Linked DNA regions of Zea mays: all the other regions are linked to region 3. The links are chromatin contacts, called in public Hi-C maps. All regions are on one chromosome and are shown on one strand. Each heading gives the region's core, a stretch centred on a gene start, on an enhancer-like site or on the middle of the called end of the contact. The rest is flanking DNA. Distances are from core to core; before and after follow the strand shown. Region 1 holds the start of LOC103632776 (pentatricopeptide repeat-containing protein At1g63400). Region 2 holds the start of LOC100285243. Region 3 holds the start of LOC100193476.

Evidence for each region. A called contact is a pair of places that touch in the nucleus more often than the background predicts.
Region 1: a Hi-C map of endosperm shows a contact between it and region 3, with 2.0 times the contacts expected there. The contact joins the promoter of LOC103632776 here to the promoter of LOC100193476 in region 3. A contact is called at or near these places in 5 of 25 Hi-C or Micro-C datasets (bundle sheath, ear, endosperm and 1 more) and 1 of 3 datasets of contacts at active chromatin or transcription factors (leaf).
Region 2: a Hi-C map of leaf shows a contact between it and region 3, with 8 times the contacts expected there. The contact joins the promoter of LOC100285243 here to the promoter of LOC100193476 in region 3. A contact is called at or near these places in 8 of 25 Hi-C or Micro-C datasets (bundle sheath, ear, endosperm and 4 more).

Annotation. Positions count from the first base shown.
Region 1 is chr1:27,007,599-27,010,298 of Zm-B73-REFERENCE-NAM-5.0, reverse strand. It overlaps LOC103632776 (pentatricopeptide repeat-containing protein At1g63400), which reads right to left and starts at 1,346. Exons shown (of 4, transcript XM_020545580.2): 1 at 1-1,346. The coding sequence starts at 1,290. It also overlaps the pseudogene LOC111590642.
Region 2 is chr1:26,666,552-26,669,251 of Zm-B73-REFERENCE-NAM-5.0, reverse strand. LOC100285243 reads right to left here and starts at 1,381. Exons shown (of 10, transcript NM_001158137.3): 1 at 1,224-1,381. The coding sequence starts at 1,329.
Region 3 is chr1:26,805,367-26,808,066 of Zm-B73-REFERENCE-NAM-5.0, reverse strand. It overlaps LOC100193476, which reads right to left and starts at 1,333. Exons shown (of 6, transcript NM_001352070.1): 1 at 1,041-1,333; 2 at 867-941. The coding sequence starts at 1,265.

The DNA.
Region 1 (2,700 bases), core at 97-2,596, 200 kb before region 3:
ACCAATGGTAAAGTTGTTTGGAAAAACATTTCTACTGGTCATATCCATATAGGTTTGCAACATTTCATGTAGCTCTCCAGCCATGCACAAACCATGAATCAAAGTATTGAATGCCACGACGTCATATTCAATTCCCTTATTATCCAGTAGGCATTTTGCCACCTTGAATTTTCCAGCCCTACAGAGGCTCCGGATTGCAATAGTAAAACTAAACATATCTGGCCCAATTCCCTTCTTTACAAGATCAACTAACAGCTTCAGGACTCTAGCAATATCACCAGTGTCGCAGAGCCTACTCATCATAGTGTTATAGCAGAACACATCAACATCCCAGTTGAGTTCTTCACTGCATTCCAGCAATGTCAATGCTTCTGAAAACATCGAGCCACGGCACAAGCAATCGAATAGAATATTCACTGTCTCAATGGTCATGTACACTCCTCTGCTATGCATAACATCTACTTGCCGGAATGCCTCATCCAAGAAACCCATTCTGCACAGGGCAGACATGTAAATATTGTAGGTGACAGCATTCGGCGTCCACCCCTTCGCCTCACTCTCCCCTAAAATTCTTTCCACCTTGCCAAATTCCCCTACACGACAAAGCCCCTGGATGAGCACGCTGTATGAGATGACATCCGGTGCGCATCCGACTTGAATCATGGTATCAAGTAACCTCTCCGCCTCGAGGACCCTGCCCTGCTTACAGTACCCGTGCAGGATCGCGGTGTAGGAGCGGACGGTGGGGCACACGCCTACCTCTAGCATGCTGTCAAGGACGCCCCATGCCTCGTCCAGCCGCTGGGAATCGCAGAGTATCCAAATGAGGCAGTTGTACGTGGCAGCGTCAGGGGCGCACTCCATAGCGGCCATGGTTGCGAAGAAGGCACGATACACCGACTCGGAAGAGGCAGCGTCGATGGACTTAAGCAGCGCGGTGAAGGCGGAGGTGGTGGGTCCGATGCCGGAAGCAAGGAGGGAGAAGGCGTCCAATGCGGCGCTTTTGCTGCCGGAGGCGGCGAGAGAGGAAATCAGGGTGGTGAAGAGTGGCGCAGTAGGCGCGAAAGGAAGGGAGAAGAAGAGACGAAGAACCTCGTCGTGGCGGCCGGCGCGGGAGTAGGCGGACATAAGGGCGTTGTAGGCAGTGGGAGTGAGAGTTGCAGGCACAGCGCCGGCAGGGGGGAAGGGCGAGCGGGAGCGGGAGTCGGCGAGGGAGGCGACCGCCGACAGGAAGGACGTGAGCTTGCGGTCAAAGGGACAGCGGCAAGGTAGGGAGGGGCGGAAGGGCATAGGAGGCGGCGACGGCGGCGGGCGGCGAGGGGGGCAGCACGGGAAATGGCAGGGTTTTTGCTGAGGGGGGTTTTAGGGGAATTTGCAGTTCCCGTCTCAAACGGGCTGCTGGGTCATTGGGCCGAGCCGGCCAGCTGGATTTCAGCCTCTATTGACGTTTGGTTCACATTTTCATGTTTCTTTTATCTTTTCTCCATCTACTATATTAAAGCACTAGTATCATACGTCACATGTAAGACATATAGGTTCATTTTTCTCCGATTCTTGCCTAACAAATATACGTCACATGTAAGACATATAGGTTCATTTTTCTCCGATTCATGCCTAACAAATGAGACATGTTCCTCTTCCCTGCTTCACGCCTAAAATAGGCTTTAAGAAACCACTCAAGCCTAACACGACAGAAAGTCAAATGCAGCTAGAGTTGGTAATGAATCATGTTCCAAATGGTTATTCACAAAATGTTTGGTCCTAAATAAATTTTAGTTTAAAAAGAAATATAAATAGAGACCGATCATAATCTGATTCGATATTAAATCTTATAGTGTAAAATCTAGAGCCCATTGTCACCCCTACACACAGCACAACACTCCCATATAATACCACCCTCGCTAGATGAAGAAGAATAAGCGATTGAGCAGCCTATAAAAAAAGGGGTTGAGTTATTAAACTCATATCTTTCTTGGCTTTTGGCTAAGATAATGTGTAATATTTGTTCTCATCAGTTTAATATCTAGTATGCAGACTATATGTTTAGTCTAATATTAAATTTATTTTTATAGATATATTACATGTCATTGCAAAGCACGATCATTGTACTATTTTTTGAAAGAAATACCGCTGTCAACATTTTTCATTGTACCTTTGGAACCATTACTTTCCTTTTTAAAATGAACCATGTTTTTTCCTAAAAAAACTATAACAACACTTCTTCCTCATGCCATGACCCCGCCCTAAAACCATAACCTCGTTCCTCACAAATACTAGTAGAACTATAAAACCATACAAAAAATATGTTGTCATATTTTTGTCACAAATTTTCCACATTAGTAGAATCTAAAACAAAAACAAAAACCGTTAACAACCATGAGGAATTTCTTTTCAATTAAGTTAGAAAAGAGTTGATTCAATTTATCCAAAAAAATGGGTCTAAAACCTTACAATTGAAAGGAAAACCACTAAAACCCTAAAATAAGCACCATGGCCAAAGATGGTTAACCCAAATCCTACCAGTTATTCCATGTGTTACAATTTATAATCTGTTTGACTTTTCGTACCAAATTTGTTGGGCTCGTCTTATTCATTTTTGCAAAAAAATCAAAGACAAACTTAAAGTATATTATACGGTAAACAAATTCACGATAAAAATGATAATAATTGTTAGATTTTTTAATAAGATGAGTGGTTCAA
Region 2 (2,700 bases), core at 132-2,631, 140 kb after region 3:
AGTACAATAATTCAGAAAAGAGATTGGGTGAATCCACCACCGTAAAAAGGGTTAAACTCGACAGCAGTAAAAAAACAAATTCTAAAATTATTCGCACTATGAATCAAACGGCTAATTCATATATAGGCCACAAAACCAGGAACCTGTACCGTCGACAGCAGACACAACTGTCCTCAGTTCTTTGATGATATAACTGAGCTACAAACTATGGTTCCGGCCAGTCATATTTAATAGAAAAGAGAGGACATATTTAGAAGGCAGAATGGCGGGTGCTAATAGACACCCTACCAACTATGCGTGCTTACTTATTCTCCGTTCAATCCCTTGACGTCCTACCAACCACATCTAGACTGAAAAATTTCCAAGGTTTTGTCACGCCTGTTACTTAGAATCTGAGCAAATCTCTCCACCTACCTACCCACAAGAATGCGGTTACTTGCACCACTCTTCGTGCTTCCTTATGTACAGTAGAAAATGTAGTTTCATCCGATTAAAGTTGACTAGCACATCTCAAAACATGCAAGATAAGACTTTGTGTGTGTGTGTGTAGATAAAGTGATCGTACTTCTAGAGTATATTGAGTGTTTCACCGAAACATATATAATAGCTAATATTTATGCGTCGTTATTCCAAATTTATTTTCAGCATACGGCACCCTAGCTCTCAGATCACTACTAAGTTAATTTCAATAGCTAGTACTATAGAGTAATAATCCAGGTGAGCTGCGCCATGGCATATGATAAATTTAATAGCACACGCCTATATAATCTTTTCGCTGGAATAAAATTAAGCGAGTTCATTCGTACAGATGAGTTAGAATACTGCACTACTCGTTTTCATTAGACTTTTTTCATAGAGGTGAAAGCCGCTTCTTCGCAGGCTCTATATAACCTGTGTAACAAGGCCGTGACCTGTGAAGTACGTGTGCAAATTCCAACGTGTGTATACATAGTTGCACTGCAGCACTGGCACGTGTCAGACGACTACATATATAAGCTAACACGGTCTATATATAATGGTGAAACAGTTAGGCCATAGCCCATAGTAATTGGAATCAAAACCGTAACTTACCCATGATTCGAATTGCACAATAATTAACCATTAGGCATTAGCTAGCGTTTGTTATGGAAGAAAAGAGTAGCCTAACTGAGACGACGCGTGAGCTCACTGAACGATCGTCATATATGCATGCATATGTGCTATGCAAAAAAACACAAACAAACCTCTGAGGAGATTCTGCAGACGGTTGAGCTCGTCGACGACAGGGTCAGAATGGCCATGGCCATGGAATATCTCCTTGCCATCACCGACCTCTCCCAAGCTACCCATATCTCTTGCTCCCCCCGGCCGGCAATGCTATCTCGAACACTTGGCCACAAGCTAGCTAGATGCGGTGTGGATACGAAGAACTGCACATCCAAACGATGCGGTGTGGTTGGGATTATATGGCGCCTGCAGGCCGGCCGGTTTCTTCAGGATCACCCCAACGCTTGGCTTACGCGAGGGGAATTGACCGTGTGAAGTGGAGCTAGCGCGATAGATGAGTGCTGTTGAAGAGAAGGCGGCGGCACGATCGCGGTCGCGGCCGGGCCGGGGTGACAAATGGAGCCGTGTCCCGGAGTCATCACCAGTAAGAGCACAGAGACACCGGTCGACCTGGCACGAGAGCGACTGCAAAATTCGGCGATCGATGGACCTTTTCTTCGGAGCCGTGTGCCCGTGTCGCGTCGCAAACAACCGTTTGCTCCAAGCAAGCGAGTGAGCATCGATCTTTTACCGCTAGATTATTATTACATACAGGCGAAAAGGTCCAGTGCAGGTCGGTAAACTGTGGCATCATTCGCACCAGACTAACTATGTTGTCCTGGCTAGATATTTCAAAAAAAAAAGAAAAAAGAAAAAGGCATCGCGCAGTTAATTAAAAGGCCGGGTATGATGATCAACCGAAGACGATCGAGGATCAATCTTCTCTGTGAACATGCACAGCTAGCAGGGGTGACAGGACGATGCGTTAAATGCAACGTTGATTGGGCAGTCGGATATTGTTAGGGATTATTACTAGTAGCTACTAGCATAGCAGGGGGAGGAAAGGGTCGTCTCGTACTCGTCTCTTCCAAGGCACACTGCAACTGCAACTGCATACGCTGCACCTGATCACAACCCCAGAAGCTAGCAGCTGTGCGCGCCGCGTTCGTAACCGTCACCGAGGAAACAAACGGCCAGAGAGAGAGAGAGATACATTGTTGTTGCACACTGAAGGCGTGTAACGCCCCGGCCCACTATATGTCGTTGCTGATGTTGACGAGGGAAGGAGCCGTCCCTTTGTCGTCTGCTTCGCCGCAGAATTACTCATTGGATTATTGGGTGGGCATGGACTCCAAGGTTCCAAATGGCAGCAGAGGGGAGAGAAGCACCGCGGGTTTTGCTTCTTTATCAGGACACTAAAGGAAAAAAAAACTCTTAGCAAAAGGTGGAGGAGCCAACAGAGCGCTAACCTACCCCTTCTCTTCTGTGTGATCTACTCCTGCTCTAAATTAATTATCAGTCAGTGGTAGTTCATGCCCATATTTTATTTCCGAAGGGAGCCAGGTCGTGCCCATATATGTTTTGCTGTCAGAGTCGATTTCCGAGATAAAAAGCTGGTGACTATGTATGTATATAGGTGATCTGGAAAGTAATCATTAGTCAATATGGTTGGGA
Region 3 (2,700 bases), core at 84-2,583:
ACTAAGCACAAGAGCACCGACTTCTCATGGCAAGAGCACAAGGCAGTGGTGGTAAGAAGAAATTCGACAACAGTAAAAAATTTCCATGTTATAATTGTCAAGAGCTAGGACACTTTGCATACGAGTGTCCGCTCAAGAAGAAGACGGCGGAGACATCGCTGCTTGCCACGGTGGACAGCGACGATGAACCAACCTTGTTGTGAGGCATGCCAAGATTAGGGGGTGAATGTTAGAAATAATCTTGTCATTAGTATTTGCATGTTTAATCATGTTTTTGAATTTTAGCCACGGTGGACAGCAACGATGAACCAACCATGTTGTGCAGCAGTTAGTTTCCTGATTAGTGTGCATGGTCATTAGTGGTGGCGTCTGCTTAGGATCATGGCATGAGTTTAGGATCATGGCTTGAGTGTTGGCCGAGTCTTTTGGCTGGGTCGGCTGGGCATTTGCATGTACTTTGGGTCTATAAATCAATGAAAAAAAGGCAAGGCAGTGAGTCTGTTCGGCCAGAAAACTCTCTCCTGTTAGCTTGTCTCGTGCGTGTGTGTGTTCACCAGAAAGCAAACTAGTTTTTCAAGTGCTTGTGATTAGCACTTGCCGAGTGGAGTGATTCCAACACACAAACCATAGAATGATAGAAACAAGTGAGGAATGTGCGGATGATGGATTAACTCATTCCTCAAACAGAACACCCCATAAAAGGATCAATCAAATCTTTGAGTGAAGATCTACATGCTCAAAGTACCTCAAGTACGGAAGTACCAACAGTCCAGTTCTGCAACTTCTCACCACAACCATTATTTTGCAGTTCTTAATACCCTCCCGCATAATAACCATATCCTATCTAATCAGGATGGAAAATTTACCTCCTCGATGATCTTAACCGCCACGCGGTCCTTCACGCTGCCACCCGGGTTCAGGAACTCAGCCTTCCCCAGAATCTGCAACCATACCATAGGGAGAGCGTTACAATTCACTACCTCCAAACTTTACTCAAAACATAAAAGCAGAGCAACATCAGCAAGAGTCCACGCGCGAACCTCGCATCCTGTAGCGTCGGAGAGGCTGTTGATGCGAATGAGAGGTGTGTTGCCGATGGCCTCCACGAGACCCCTCCGTCGCACCCGCCGGCCGCTCGCGCGGGAGAACCCAACCGTAGGGAACCACGAGAGTTTGGCTCTACTCTTGTGGAGGAGGATGTAGCAGGCGATTAGGGATACGGCGGCGGCCGTGGCGGCGGCCCCTGCCGCCGTCGCAGCCGCCATGTCAAGGGAGAGGCGGAGCGCGAGAGAAGCAAACGAGCTTCGAGAGACCCGTGGTATATGGGCCAACTGCATCGCCCGAACAGACTAGAGTTGTCCAAACGGCCCAGGGTCGTTGGGCTGACACAGGTCCGGACAAAATAGCACGGTTCAGATCTGGTGCTGCATAGCCTATTTTATGTATAAAAAGTAAAAAACCGAGTATTCTAGGTGGTTACTGTTATCAATTTCAAAATTTTGGTTCATGACATTATCTACGTTTCAATCGTACACTGACAAAAATGTCTTCATTGAGGATCTGTTTGGCTACTCCTCCACCGACGTGAGGTAGCATAACCCGCCGTCGTCGCTCTCTAAGCATGGAGTGCGTGGGCCTGCGTGCAGTCTGGCCATCTCCTTCCACATGAGAGTGAGGCACTGTTTTTACTGTCATTGGTATGCACGAGCAGGTCTCCAGTGAGGGCATTTTTTTAGGAGAGTCCTATACGTGTGAAGCGTATATAATGACATGAGCCAAATTTTTAGAATTTAATAATGGCAACCACCAAATGTCACAAATTATAATGACATCTTTAAAATCCTCGATTTTCATGATGGCATATATCCGAAAAACCTTTTATGTATGCCTACTAATCTATTGTACCAACATGAACATGGCCCATTGAAAGGATCACGATGCCCAGGAGGGAGGTGAATTAGGCTTTTCTAAAAATCAACACTAGTTAAAACCTAAGCAAGAGCTCAAATTCACCCCCAACAACTAGCATTAAGAGAATAATACTAGAAATACAATAATGCTAAGACAATACTTCAAATACTTGCTAAACAAATACACAATGTAAAATGCTTGAATTAAGTGCGGAATGTAAAGCAAGGTTTAGAAGACTCCTCCATTTTTTTTCTCGAGGTATCGAAGAGTCGGCACTCTCCCCTAGTCCTTGTTGGAGCACCCGCGCAAGGGTAACGCTCCCCCTTGGTCCTCGCAAGAACCAAGTGCTCACTACGAGATGATCCTTTGCCACTCCGACGCGGTGGATCCCTCATGACTGCTTACAAACTTGAGTCGGGTCACTAACAAGATCTCCACGGTGATCACCGAACTCCTAACGCCACCAAGTTGTCTAGGTGATGCCGATCACCAAGAGCAACAAGCCGTAGACCTCCGCTTGACCAAGAGAAGCCTAATGCAAGTGGTGTGTGCTCTAGGTGGCTCTCGCTAGCGCTAATGAGGTCCAAATGCGGGATTAAGATTCTCTAATCATCTCACTAGGCTTTGTGGTGCTTGCAATGCTCTACCAAAGTGTAGGAGTAAATGTGGGCAGCAAGACAATGAATATGGTGGGTGGAGGGGGTATAAATAGCTCTCACCCACCAACTAGCCGTTACCAGCAATGTGCTGCGCATGGGTGCACCGGACAGTCCGGTGCGCCAATGGTGC